Regions from separate parts of the Mus musculus genome. Here regions 1 and 3 are each linked to region 2. Evidence: chromatin contacts called from public HiChIP or PLAC-seq and promoter capture Hi-C data. All regions are on one chromosome and are shown on one strand. The core of a region is the stretch at or near the end of the contact, and the rest is flanking DNA. Distances in the headings are between cores, read along the strand shown. Region 1 has its middle 7.6 kb from the start of Rapgef2. Region 2 holds the start of Tmem144 (transmembrane protein 144). Region 3 overlaps 4921511C10Rik (RIKEN cDNA 4921511C10 gene).

Evidence for each region. Promoter capture Hi-C pulls out the DNA fragments that hold promoters and counts their contacts. HiChIP or PLAC-seq counts read pairs in DNA pulled down with a chosen protein or histone mark.
Region 1: a contact with region 2 is called in an H3K4me3 HiChIP or PLAC-seq map of bone marrow-derived macrophages, with 4 times the contacts expected there. The contact joins the enhancer-like site here to the promoter of Tmem144 in region 2. A contact is called at or near these places in 3 of 39 promoter capture datasets (the HPC-7 cell line and pre-B cells) and 2 of 115 datasets of contacts at active chromatin or transcription factors (bone marrow-derived macrophages and differentiating embryonic stem cells).
Region 3: a promoter capture Hi-C map of liver shows a contact between it and region 2, with 2.2 times the contacts expected there. The contact joins the enhancer-like site here to the promoter of Tmem144 in region 2. A contact is called at or near these places in 4 of 39 promoter capture datasets (HPC-7-derived erythroid cells, hippocampal neurons, liver and 1 more), 2 of 484 Hi-C or Micro-C datasets (the G1E-ER4 cell line and the HPC-7 cell line), 2 of 115 datasets of contacts at active chromatin or transcription factors (bone marrow-derived macrophages and extraembryonic endoderm stem cells) and 1 of 9 other capture datasets (liver).

The regions. Positions count from the first base shown.
Region 1 is chr3:79,151,423-79,155,329 of GRCm38.p6, forward strand. It overlaps a transcript of Rapgef2 not described here. Among named protein-coding and RNA genes, the nearest start is that of Rapgef2, 7.6 kb to the left of the region's middle. Within about 2 kb of position 1,734, at least 195 of the 459 cell types and tissues checked have an H3K27ac peak or open chromatin away from gene starts, as enhancers often do. A contact at or near this core is called in the HPC-7 cell line, bone marrow-derived macrophages and pre-B cells, where this site is marked.
Region 2 is chr3:79,841,094-79,844,880 of GRCm38.p6, forward strand. It overlaps Tmem144 (transmembrane protein 144), which reads right to left and starts at 1,816. Exons shown (of 12, transcript NM_001379543.1): 1 at 1,678-1,816.
Region 3 is chr3:79,232,190-79,235,841 of GRCm38.p6, forward strand. The region is part of intron 1 of 4921511C10Rik (RIKEN cDNA 4921511C10 gene); the gene reads left to right. It also overlaps a transcript of Rapgef2 not described here. Among named protein-coding and RNA genes, the nearest start is that of 4921511C10Rik, 21 kb to the left of the region's middle. Within about 2 kb of position 2,067, at least 79 of the 459 cell types and tissues checked have an H3K27ac peak or open chromatin away from gene starts, as enhancers often do. A contact at or near this core is called in the G1E-ER4 cell line, the HPC-7 cell line, bone marrow-derived macrophages and 1 more, where this site is marked.

The DNA.
Region 1 (3,907 bases), core at 484-2,983, 690 kb before region 2:
GGGTTCAGCCCAAGCCATGTACTCACAAAGCTTGGGCATGGCTCTCATCTCTTCTCATCCCTTTTCTGAGAAAATAAAGCACCATTTACAAATACTTAGGAGCACTGTACTGGCTAGTTTTGTGTCAACTTGACACAGCTGGAGTTATCACAGAGAAAGGAGCTTCAGTTGAGGAAATGCCTCCATGAGATCCAACTGTAAGGCATTTTCTCAATTAGTGATCAAGGGGGAAAGGCCCCTTGTGGGTGGGACCATCTCTGGGCTGGTAGACTTGGGTTCTATAAAAGAGCAGGCTGAGCAAGCCAGGTGAGGCAAGCCAATAAAGAACATCCCTCCATGGCCTCTGCAACAGCTCCTGCTTCCTGACCTGCTTGAGTTCCAGTCCTGACTTCCTTTGGTGATGAACAGCAGTATGGAAGTGTAAGCCAAATAAACCCTTTCCTCCCCAACTTGCTTCTTGGTCATGATGTTTGTGCAGGAATAGAAACCCTGACTAAGATAAGCACTTACAAAGGATACAGTTACAGTGGATGTGAGCATCAGAGGACTCACGACCACTCCTAACTCCAGTTCCAGGAGACCTCTTTTGCCTCCACATACACTTATACTCACATCGCACACGTAAACTAATGCAGTCGGGAACACACATGAGTCCTCACACTTTCTTCACACCCCTCCCCCAAAAGAAAAACTTCCAAAGAGGAAAAGTTGATTTGGTGGTGGAGGGTAGTACTGGAGATTGAACCTGGCCCCGCTTTGTACATGCTATGCATACACTCTACCACTGAGAAACATCCCAGGCCTCTTTTTACTTTTAAGAAATGGTTTCACATTTTACTATGTTTTTGTTTTATTTCTCGATCAATCTTAATGGTTTAAAAATAAAAATGTCACCCTAACAGATCTGTTTTACAAATGTTAAGTTTCTGTGTACAACTTTTCTAAGTGTGCAAATAAAAGAAGAGGAGGAAGAGGAAGAAGAGAAGGAGGAGGAGGAGGAAGAGAAGGAGGAGGAGGAGGAAGAGAAGGAGGAGGAGGAGGAAGAGAAGGAGGAGGAGGAGGAGGAGGAGGAAGATATGGTTTCAAGTTGCCCAAGATGAACCTGAATTTACTCTGTAATTCAGGGTAATCCTTGAATTTGCGCTCTTCCTGCCTTAGATTCCCAAGTAATTGAGACTATAGAGTTGAACCAACAGATCCCTTCTGATAAACCTTTTATATCTTAATCTTACATTTTCACGTGATCTATTTCATCCTTGAATATACTTCAGACTAGTCCTTCACATATCTCACTGGAAGTGCTCACAGAGTTAATCTATAAAATGGTGCTTCCAATTCATTATTAAAAATAACTTAATTATGATATAATACAAAAGAAGTCGGCACACTGCCTGACACCTAGAAAATGTTAACTACATATCTCAGTTGAATCTAAATTAAATGCAGGTTTTAAACCTCCTGGAGGCTGTGTTAGAATTCTCTAGTGGAGTACACATCAAGATGGCCCAGTCCTCGGCGACATACTCTGAAGGAATCTTTACTTTGGGTGGTTTCTCTCTTCAATAAATAAAACTTCCTGACAACAAACGATTTATGCTGCATGTGACTCATGATTGAGAAATTAGTGTAGCAACCAATGTGTAATTACTATGTTCCACAGTCATACACAGCACTGAAAAGAAAAAGGTTAAAAGATGACAAGGTGTGGAGCTGCAGAGAAACAGGAACAAAGCCCGTGAGTCACCAGAAATTGCGACACTGGACTTTCAGAAAGGCACTTATTTGAAAAGTGAGCAGACTCTAATAGCAGATTGAATAGGGCTTACTTCATTTCCTTGAACCTATTTTAAGAAAAGGCCAGACCTCAACCTTGCAGTGTTCAAGGATTCAGAGATGGAGTCCTTTAGCGCTGACTGAAAATGCCTCGGTGCCTCTTCTCAAGCAGAGCTCTCACACAGCACTTCCTGTTATAGCTCATAAAGCAACACTCCAAACATAGACAACTATACGCTCACTGCTAATGTGCTATAATGTAGTCCTCTGTGACTAATTCATTTGCATGAAGACAATGGGCTGCTAATGCTCCCTCATTTATTTAACAAAAACAGGAAATACTGCATTATGAACTATAGTATAGGTTAGCTGAGATCCTAGATCATCTGAGGATTTTATTTCTGATAATGATCCCAGAACTTGATATATTGTAGTTGTTGAAATAAAGCATAAACACCCAAAGGATTCCACTTGATGCTTTAAAACTAGAGTGTGAAGTTACTCCATCCTTTAACGTGAGGAAACAGACATAAATGGTTTGGTAACTATAAACAGAACTCATTTGCTCTTTAATAACATTAGGGGTCTTATATTGTGATAGGTAAAGAGTGTAATGAAACCCAAATTTCACACAGATGAACATAAAGAAGTGCACATAGAGAAGGAAAGAGTTAGGGAGGCAGACAGGGGCTCTCTAAAACTGATCTAGCCAAAACGTTCTGCATGTGTCAAGCATGATTCCTGGGAACCTACTGTAATTTCAGGGTCTATCGTCAGATATATGGAAGGCAGGAAGTTCTGCTGTGATCTGTGTTGAAGGGCTGTGTAATGACAGCAACCCAATCTAGCTATCCCATCCAGGGAGAGACAGTATGTACAGTTGTGTTCTAGTGGCAGAAAACTTTATTTAGGAAAACCTTAAGCTCAGTAGGTTTATGAAAGAGAATGCACTTACAGAAGGCTCTGCACAGTGGCTATACTAAAACAGGATGTGATTATCAACCAGAGCTAGCTTTGAGTTAGGGGTAGGGCGTGTGTCTACTTCTTCTCTCAGCTCTAGGACCCCATCTTGTGCAGCCCCATGAAGGCCCTGAACATGTCGACTCAGTCTCTGTGAACTCATGTGCCTCCGTTGTCTGTGTTCAGAGGCCTTGGTTCCTCTGTGTCCTCCAATCCCTCTGGCCACATATCCAGCTGTAGAGGCCAAAAAAAATGAATTCAGTGGCATCTCTGGAGGTTCTTTGTCTCATAATATTGTGTCAGGGTGTTTTGTTTTGTTTTAACCTTATAGGTACCTTTGGGTATATATTATGGCTTCTGGTTTTGTGTTTTTAGGGGAACTCCTGTATCTCTTCATCTATATGTGTTTCTCCTGCCTTTTTTTTTTTTTTTTTGACTCATTTTCCTCTACACATTTGTCTTATCCTACTTCTTTGGTTTTATTTTATCTTGTCTTATTTTATTATTATTCTTTAGAAGCCTATTTGTTTTCTAAGGAGAGACAGAAAGGGTCTGGTTCCAGATTTCATGGAAGTAGGGAGGGACTGGGAAGAGTTGAGAAAGGAGAAACCACAGTCAGAATATACTGTATCATGTAAAAAAAAAAAAAAAAAAAAAAAAAAAACTATTTTAAATAGAAGAAAAATAAAACAGAAAAAATAAAAACAATTCTTCATATTGAAATTTTAAATAAATATTTAAAGTAACAGAAAAGGAGAAAAATTCATTAAGAAGATCTATAATTTAAGCTAAAATTATGTGAGAGTAGGTTTCAGCTAAACATTAGGAAGATTTTCTTTTGGATTTTTTTTTTTTTTTTTTATGATTAGGTTTTACTATGTTGGCCAGGCTGCTACTGAAATCATATGTTCAAATAATCTTGATCCTCCTGCCTCAGCATGTGTTTACTATTTAGCCCTTTCCTAGAAGAAACAGTAACTGTTATGATTTCCCATGTTCTCACTTTGTAGTACACAGGAAGGTACAAGTCTGATGCATAGTATCTAAAGGAGTATCTCTCAGATATCAGAAATCATTGTAAGTAGAAATCTTAAGAGTGTAAATGATGGTGATAATATAAAAAGATAATGTATGAACTACATTACTTAAATGGTTCAGCTAGGAGAGTTTTGAA
Region 2 (3,787 bases), core at 566-3,065:
GTACTCAGTTGACGAAGGTGTCCATCAGCCAAGATTCTGATCCCTGCAAATTTAGAATTTTCTGTCACTGTAAAAAGTTCTATCAGATATCATTGCTACAAAAAAAGTTCTGGCTCTCTCAGTGAAGAAAAGAGGAATGTGGTATCAGGAAAGATCCTTGGCACATACCAACAGCCCCAGCACTTGGGAACCTGTGTAAAGACTTCTCTTTGTTCACTAAATAAATAGGACAGATAAAAAAATATCAGGGCTTTTAAATACGAGGCAGGAGATTCCATTTAGACCTAATAAATAAGCAAATAACTAACAGGACTTCTAAATATGAGGCAGGAGAGCTATTTGGAAAGCTGTCCTGGGACTTAAAATACAGGTTTAATAGCGAAGAAATCATTTTTTTTCCATTTTAATTAAAACAAGCAAAGCAAGTGCATGGCTAAGAGGACAGTGCCTAACCATTTAATGAGGTAGATTATTTTACAGAAAAGAAGGCTCCACTAAGGGGTATTGATGGGCAGCCACAGGTTTCAGCCTGAATTGGATGAATAATTAGTAGTGCTAATTAGAGCGCATGACCTCATTTGACTGCTGAATCAACTCCAGTCAGTTATTGCCTTAGATAAACGATGTTCGTTTACAGCACACGGCTCCAGAGCATTTCCAAAAGCACATGATCTAATTCCCTGTGAACCAACAATCCCAGACTGCCATAAGGAAGAGTCCATCTCGCGTTAAATCAGTGACATTTCTGTGGTAAAGAGAAGCATCATTACTTTACTGAACATGTATCCCCAACCCTTTTTTCGCACAAACCTAGCCCCAAATTATTCCTCTAAAAATCTTATTTTCAGTCTAGGTTGGTAGCAAGCTAACTTCCGGCACTCAGAAGGCAGAAGCAGGAAGATCTTTGAGATCATCGCCTGCTTGGTTTACATAGCTAGTTCCAGACCATCCAGGACAACACTAGTGTGACCCTGTCTTTAAAAAAGCAAGCAAGCAAACAAAATCCATTATTATTATTATTATTATTATTATTATTATATTTTTTAATAATACGGCATGCTCGGCAAACGCTCTGCTCAGCTATACCCGAACCCCGTTTTTACTTTGTTTGATTTGAGACAGTCTCGCCAAGCTTTTCTAGGCAGACTTTAAACTCGCTTCAGAGCTCAGTCAAGCTTTAAACTTGTGCTAGATCCCTCCCATTCATTTAAAATTTTTTCAAGTTTTAGTTAGACAATAGGACCATAAATATCACGTGGGTCAGGTAGCACGTGACCTGCCCACACGCGTTTACCTTAGACAGATTACCAACCAGGCAGCAGCTATCGAAATAGTTCGTATTTCTCCAAGGTAAAAGCTTTCAACATTCCGTGGAAAAGTCTCAAGTCCAAGGATTCTAAGGTTTACGTGTTAAGTATCCACTTAATATTTTATTAAGCTACATTCATTCTTTCTAAAAAATTTACTACTTTCGTTTCATTACTGGTATATCTGCTTTTTCTCCCGACTACTTTAAAGTTTTAAGCAGCTCCTCCCCTGCGTTTAAGATAGTGCCGGCGCTCGATCAATGCCGCCTGCTCTAGTTTAAAGATTTCATTTCTGGTTTCCTTTAATTTCCTCCAATCTGAGTGCAGCTTCGCCTGTCTCTGGGCTGACGTCACGAGTGCTGGCACTTACTTGCTCTGCGAGTTTTCCCGAGGAGCTGAAGGTTGCAGGGCGGCTCTCAGACCCAGGGGCACCTTAGACTCAGGTGACCTGGTGGGGTCTCACTGCGCTGACTCTTCCCTGGACGCGTGCGGACTTCCTGCCGGAATCTGAAGGGAGACCGGAGTCCCTCCCAGGCGGAGGCTCAGGACACCCTCCCAGCGGAGGGCTGGAGCTCAGTCAGGTGACTAAGGAGTCCTCAGGCCCTCTGTCAGTCAGCGAGTTAACTAGAGAGTGTCGTGCCCCCCCCCCCCCCCCCCCTTTAAAGAAGAGCTCGTTCAGTGAGTAGCAAGTCACCTTCTGCTAAACACCACACCTTTAATTGTGCAGTTTGTGGATGAGACAAAGCCGGAGCTACCTCACACAGTTACAAAATAAATGCTCATTCCATCCCGGTTTGCCTTTGTTGTTAGGCAATCTCTCCTAATTTGCACTCCCAACTCTCATTCCCCCTTTTTAAAGTTGAGACAGCTTATTCCGAAGTTGCCTAGACTGGCTTAACGCTCACTCCACAGCCCAAGTAGACTCTGTGATCCTCCTGCCTCAGCCTCCCATGTAGCTGGAATCATGAGCTTAGACAAATGTAAACAATTAATGTGTGCTACTGTAATGTGAACTAAATGCCTTTGTGGCTTGCTGGCACATTTCAGTAGACAAGGGAGGTGGCTTTATACAAATCCATACACTGGAGTTGCGGAAAATAAAGCTTGGCCCGGGAGGTAATTTCTTTGAAAATAGCTTCCAGGAAGCTTTCCTGTGAAACCAGGCTGTGCATCACGTTCCAGAGCAGTAGCTGTATCCCACCCCACCTAAAGAGCTGTAAGAATCAAGAGCAATGGACAGGAGTGCAGGCTTCGGACATCCGATTGAGATTCAGAGGTAAAAGCAACCACTAGCATATGATGTAGATTTACCTGCCTCTTCTGTAGCTGAAAACCACGTGTGTGTGTGTGTGTGTGTGTGACTGTGTGCGTGCGCGTGTGTGTGTATGTGTGCGCGCACGTCCATATGTGTGTCTGTGTGTGCGCTCGTGTGTGTGTGTGTGTGTGTGTGTGTGTGTGTTTGTGTGTGTGTGTGTTCATCTCTCTCTGTCTCCCTCTCTCCCTCTCTCCCTCTCTCTCTCTCTCTCTCTCTCTCTCTCTCTCTCTCTCTGTGCATGTGTTCGTGTGAGTGTGTGTGTGTGACTGTGTGCGTGTGTGTGTGCGTGCATGTGTGTGTATGTGTGCGCGCGCGTCCATATGTGTCTGTGTGCGCGCTCTTGTGTGTGTGTGTGTGTGTGTGTGTGTGTGTGTGTGTGTGTGTGACAGACCTCTCCTAGACAGCAAGGCTGTCTCTCTAGGCCGGATACTAGCACAGCAGAAGACACAGATGTGAACTTCAAGAAGAGGAAGTGCTAGGTCCTGGCCTAGTCTGAGTTTGAGGCAGGCAGGCCTCTTGGAGTGGATTAAGCTGACACCATCCACTATCTGGTCATGTGAGATTCACAAGAAAGAGAAGAAAAGTGGAGACGTTAGGAGATAAGGTTTCTTGAAAGGAAGCCTTGCTTTTCAACTCTACATCCATCAGAGAACTGCACTGGGAGGCAGAGTATCATGAAGAAAGAAAGAAGGTCATTTTCTTAAGAGAAATGATTAATTTAGTGATTGAAAAAATCGAGAAACTTCCTGTTTATGTGCACACATAAACAGGCAGAGATTTGCTTATTAAGTTTAACTTTATGTACTTTGCAATTAATTTCTTTAAATTTTTCCACATTAAATTAAGGTGTTTTGGCAACAACCATAATGTATATGCAGAGGACCTAACGCAGACCCATGGCAGGCTCTGTAATTGCCGGTTCAATCTCCGTGAGCCTCTATGAGCCCTGCTTAGTTGATTCTGTGGGCCGTGTTCTTGTGTTCCTCTGGTTCCTACAATTCCCCGCCTCTTCCACGGGGTCTCCGGAGCCCAAGGGGAGGAACCCAGTGGAGATCTCCAATTTGGGCTCTATGAAACTAATGTTTGACTGTGGGTCTATGCATCTGTTCCTCTCAGCTGTCAGAGGAAGCCCAACTGAGTATTTCAAACTAAGATAGGTTTGCAT
Region 3 (3,652 bases), core at 817-3,316, 610 kb before region 2:
CCGAGGCAGAACGTGCTCAGCAGTGGCTAACCAACACAAAACAGACTCCATAGTTGCCGCACTTTTTTTTTTTTTTTTTTTTTTTTTTTGCTATTTTGCTTTAGTTTGGTGATTTTTTTTCTTTTGGATTTTTTGTTTAATGGTTTGATTTTGGATCTTTGTTTTCTTCTGTCTAAAGAAAGAAAATATAATCCACGTGTGTAGAGAGGTGGGGAGAATCTGAGAGGATTTGGGGAAGAAGAACGATATGATGAAAACATACATTATGAAAAAGTGTTTTGTTGTTTTGGGTTTTGTTTGCTTTTGGTTCGGCTTGGTTTGAGTTGGGAGGTTTTCTGTTTTTTGAGACAGGGTTTCTCTATGTAGCCTCAGCTGCTCTGGAACTCACTCTATAAGACAGACTAGCCTGGAATTCACAGAGATCCGCCTGCCAGTCTCCCAAGTGCTGAGAGCTGGATTAAAAGTGTGCACTACCACAGCTAGGCTATAAAAAAGTTTTCAAAAAAAATAAATCAACAAGGCTTTAGGCATATCCCATAAATATGTATAGTCATTTTGTATGTCAATTTTTAATTAAAAATTAAATATAACAAAGAAATTTTAAACTATAAATATAGATTAAAATACATAGAATGTTACCACCTATCATATTAGTGTATTTTCCTATTTCAAAATCTTCTAACTTGTGGATATTAGAGGGAAACACGCACCAAATGATTTATTTGAATGCTCCATAGGATGCACCGCTACCTTTACCTGTGTAAAGGAACACAGGATCCTTTATAATGAACCATCTAATTAGTTTCCTCACAACCAATAAAGGCTCAAGAAGACAACTAAAAATCAAATATTAATATAATTATTCATAGCTGGCTTTATGCAACTGACATCATATTAAGTAAATTTATACCACAGACCTTTCCCCCTCCCACGGAAAGGAAAAACTTCTTCAAGAAACACAGACAGCTCTTTATGTGAACTTTTCAAGCTTGCTGACTGGATTCCAATGTTAACATTTTCCCCAGCTTCTGGAATATTCTGTGCACTTCCATGTTTTAAAACTGTGCTTGAAACTAATGCAAAATAGCCAACTGCACTAAGCTATAATAGAGCCTGAACATGAATATTTTTAAAATCCTGGTATCCAGTTTAGTATTCCTATGCATTGATATTATGCTTAATTGATTATTTTTATAGGAATATCATGTCAATAGCTGAGCAAACTAACAATCAAGATACTGGTTTCAACCTTACTATTTAAAGCTATTAGTATTTAATATAGTATATCCTGAGGTTACATGAAAGGTGGCTTGTTTATTTATTTAAAAGAAAACTATATAACACACACCACACATCTACTGGATTCGAGATATTTTCCACAACAACTCTCTATGTATATAATAATCACTAAAGAGAAATATGTCAAAGTCAGTTATCTCAATCTTGTGGGCTGGCCTGCTCAGGCTCGCTCTCTCTCCCTCGCTCTCTCTCTCTCCCTCCCCCCCCCCCCCCCCCCGTAATATGCAAGACTGTTACTTTATATCTGCTACAGAAAATTTCTCAACATGAAACATTCTCATAGTCACTTCACCCAGTCACATTCTTTCATACTCTTGCATTGGTCATGTTCACCCCCTGTGGTCACGTACACCCTCTGCCCCCTTAGCCAAGAAAAAGAAGAAAGTTGTGATACATGTTGTAATTTTGTATCCAGCAAACTTGAAACTGAAGTTAGGGTATGAGGCCTCACATGTACTCCTGATGCTGTTCCAACTATGACACAATCTTTCAACAATCACTTTTGCAGGAAACTAAAATTAAGGCCATGCTCAGAAGCAGCAGTTTAGGAGGAAAAACAAGACCAATTACAACATCCCATCTGAAAAAAAAAAAGGCTGAAGTCCTGTATGAACTACCATATACCTTTAAAAAAACTAAGCAGCAATTTTACTGGCCTCAGATCCAGGGGCACACATCTTATCTGTCCTGACATCCGCCCCAACAGCCAGCCCCTCACATGATGTTGGTGGCGGTAATGTGTCCACTTGCTTTTCAGATTTTCAGATCCTCTTTGCTTTTCAGTAAAGCCTTGTTGGCAGTGTTTCAAACCGCACCGACTCCTTGTACACACAGTAAGCCCTCAAGACAAACGTGCCGAACCAACGAATCAAACGGGTCTTCTGATTCACTGAAAAAGGTCCATCTACAGATCTCACCACATTGCTGAAACAGATTAACTAAGCCCTAAGTTTTCTTAGCATGCCATAGTTTACTAAATTAGCTTAATTTCTGAGTAGAGTGAACATGGTTTTTTAAATCAAATTCTTTATTTTTCTTATCTAAGTCTAAATTATTTTCTGCAAAACGTTTTCTAGAAAATTAAAAATTAAATTTCTAACACTCTCCTGCACCTCACTGGAGTTTACATTGTTTCTTATTTGCTTTAGGCAATCAGCTCACCCCTCCCTCTACTGTAGTCGAAAGCAATTTGATACTTCATCAAGACAGTTACTCAACACAATTACCACAACTCACATACTTCTCTGACAATACAAGAATGTCACCAGGATCGTCTATCATCATATAAAGACTAACACATAATTGTATTGGAACCTGGCCCCCAAAACTGCAATTTGATATCTGTCATAATTTTAGAGAGCTGAGAAATAAATAAAATATAACAAAATATTAGAATAATTTTCATTTAACTCCATAAATAAAATAAGTGAACCACTTATTTTAAATTCTTACAAATTTTAGAGGTATGATTAGTGTAAAATTACCTTTTCTGAAGTAGAATGAGGAAAAAACAGAAAAATGTTTTAATTACAATTAAGCCCTTTATACAGCCCAACATGAGATACAGTGTCTATCAGAAATAATTTCCATTTGGAACTGATGACTGGGAGAGAGAAAAGAAGAAGCAACAGAAAGAAGACTATGAGTCCACACACAGACTTCCCATCCCTATTGTCCAATGGTGAAAACCTATTACAACAGATAACAAGATGGACCAAAGAAATGGACCAAGCCTGACAACCTGAGTTCTATCCCTGTGGCCCACATTGTAGAAGGAAAGAAACTCTTGTAAATTGTCCTCTGACTTTACATAAGCCATATAAGCCATGGTAGGTGGGAATGTCAGAGAGAGAGAGAGAGAGAGAGAGAGAGAGAGAGAGAGAGAGAGAGAGAGAGAGAGAGAGAGAGAGAGAACACAAAATGGAAGGGAGGAAGGAAAACTAAAGCAATTCCTTGAAGTGTGTGTGTGTGTGTATATGGTCCACTCTGAGCACTGGTAAGAAGGCTGAGCTTGGTTTGAGTCAGCTGAGTACAGCCCAGAGCTCTGTCCCTCATATGCTTTCTATTACTGACCTAACAAGAGTTCGGCTTTAGACATGGTGGTAAATCTAATGCTCACTAAACAAGGTCTTTGGGAGGATTAAACGAGAAAACTAGCCAGAACCTCAGATGCAGTTCTGATAGATGTGGCTGCAACTGTGGCTGGCATTTCGGTGGGCTCGAGAACCATGCTCATCAATGTGCAAAAGGAAACTGACATAAAGCATATAACTTTAACGTGAAACATGTTTCCCTGGAATTGGAAAACTATTTTTAATAACAGTTTTTACTGTTAGCATCAGTAAGGTAATTT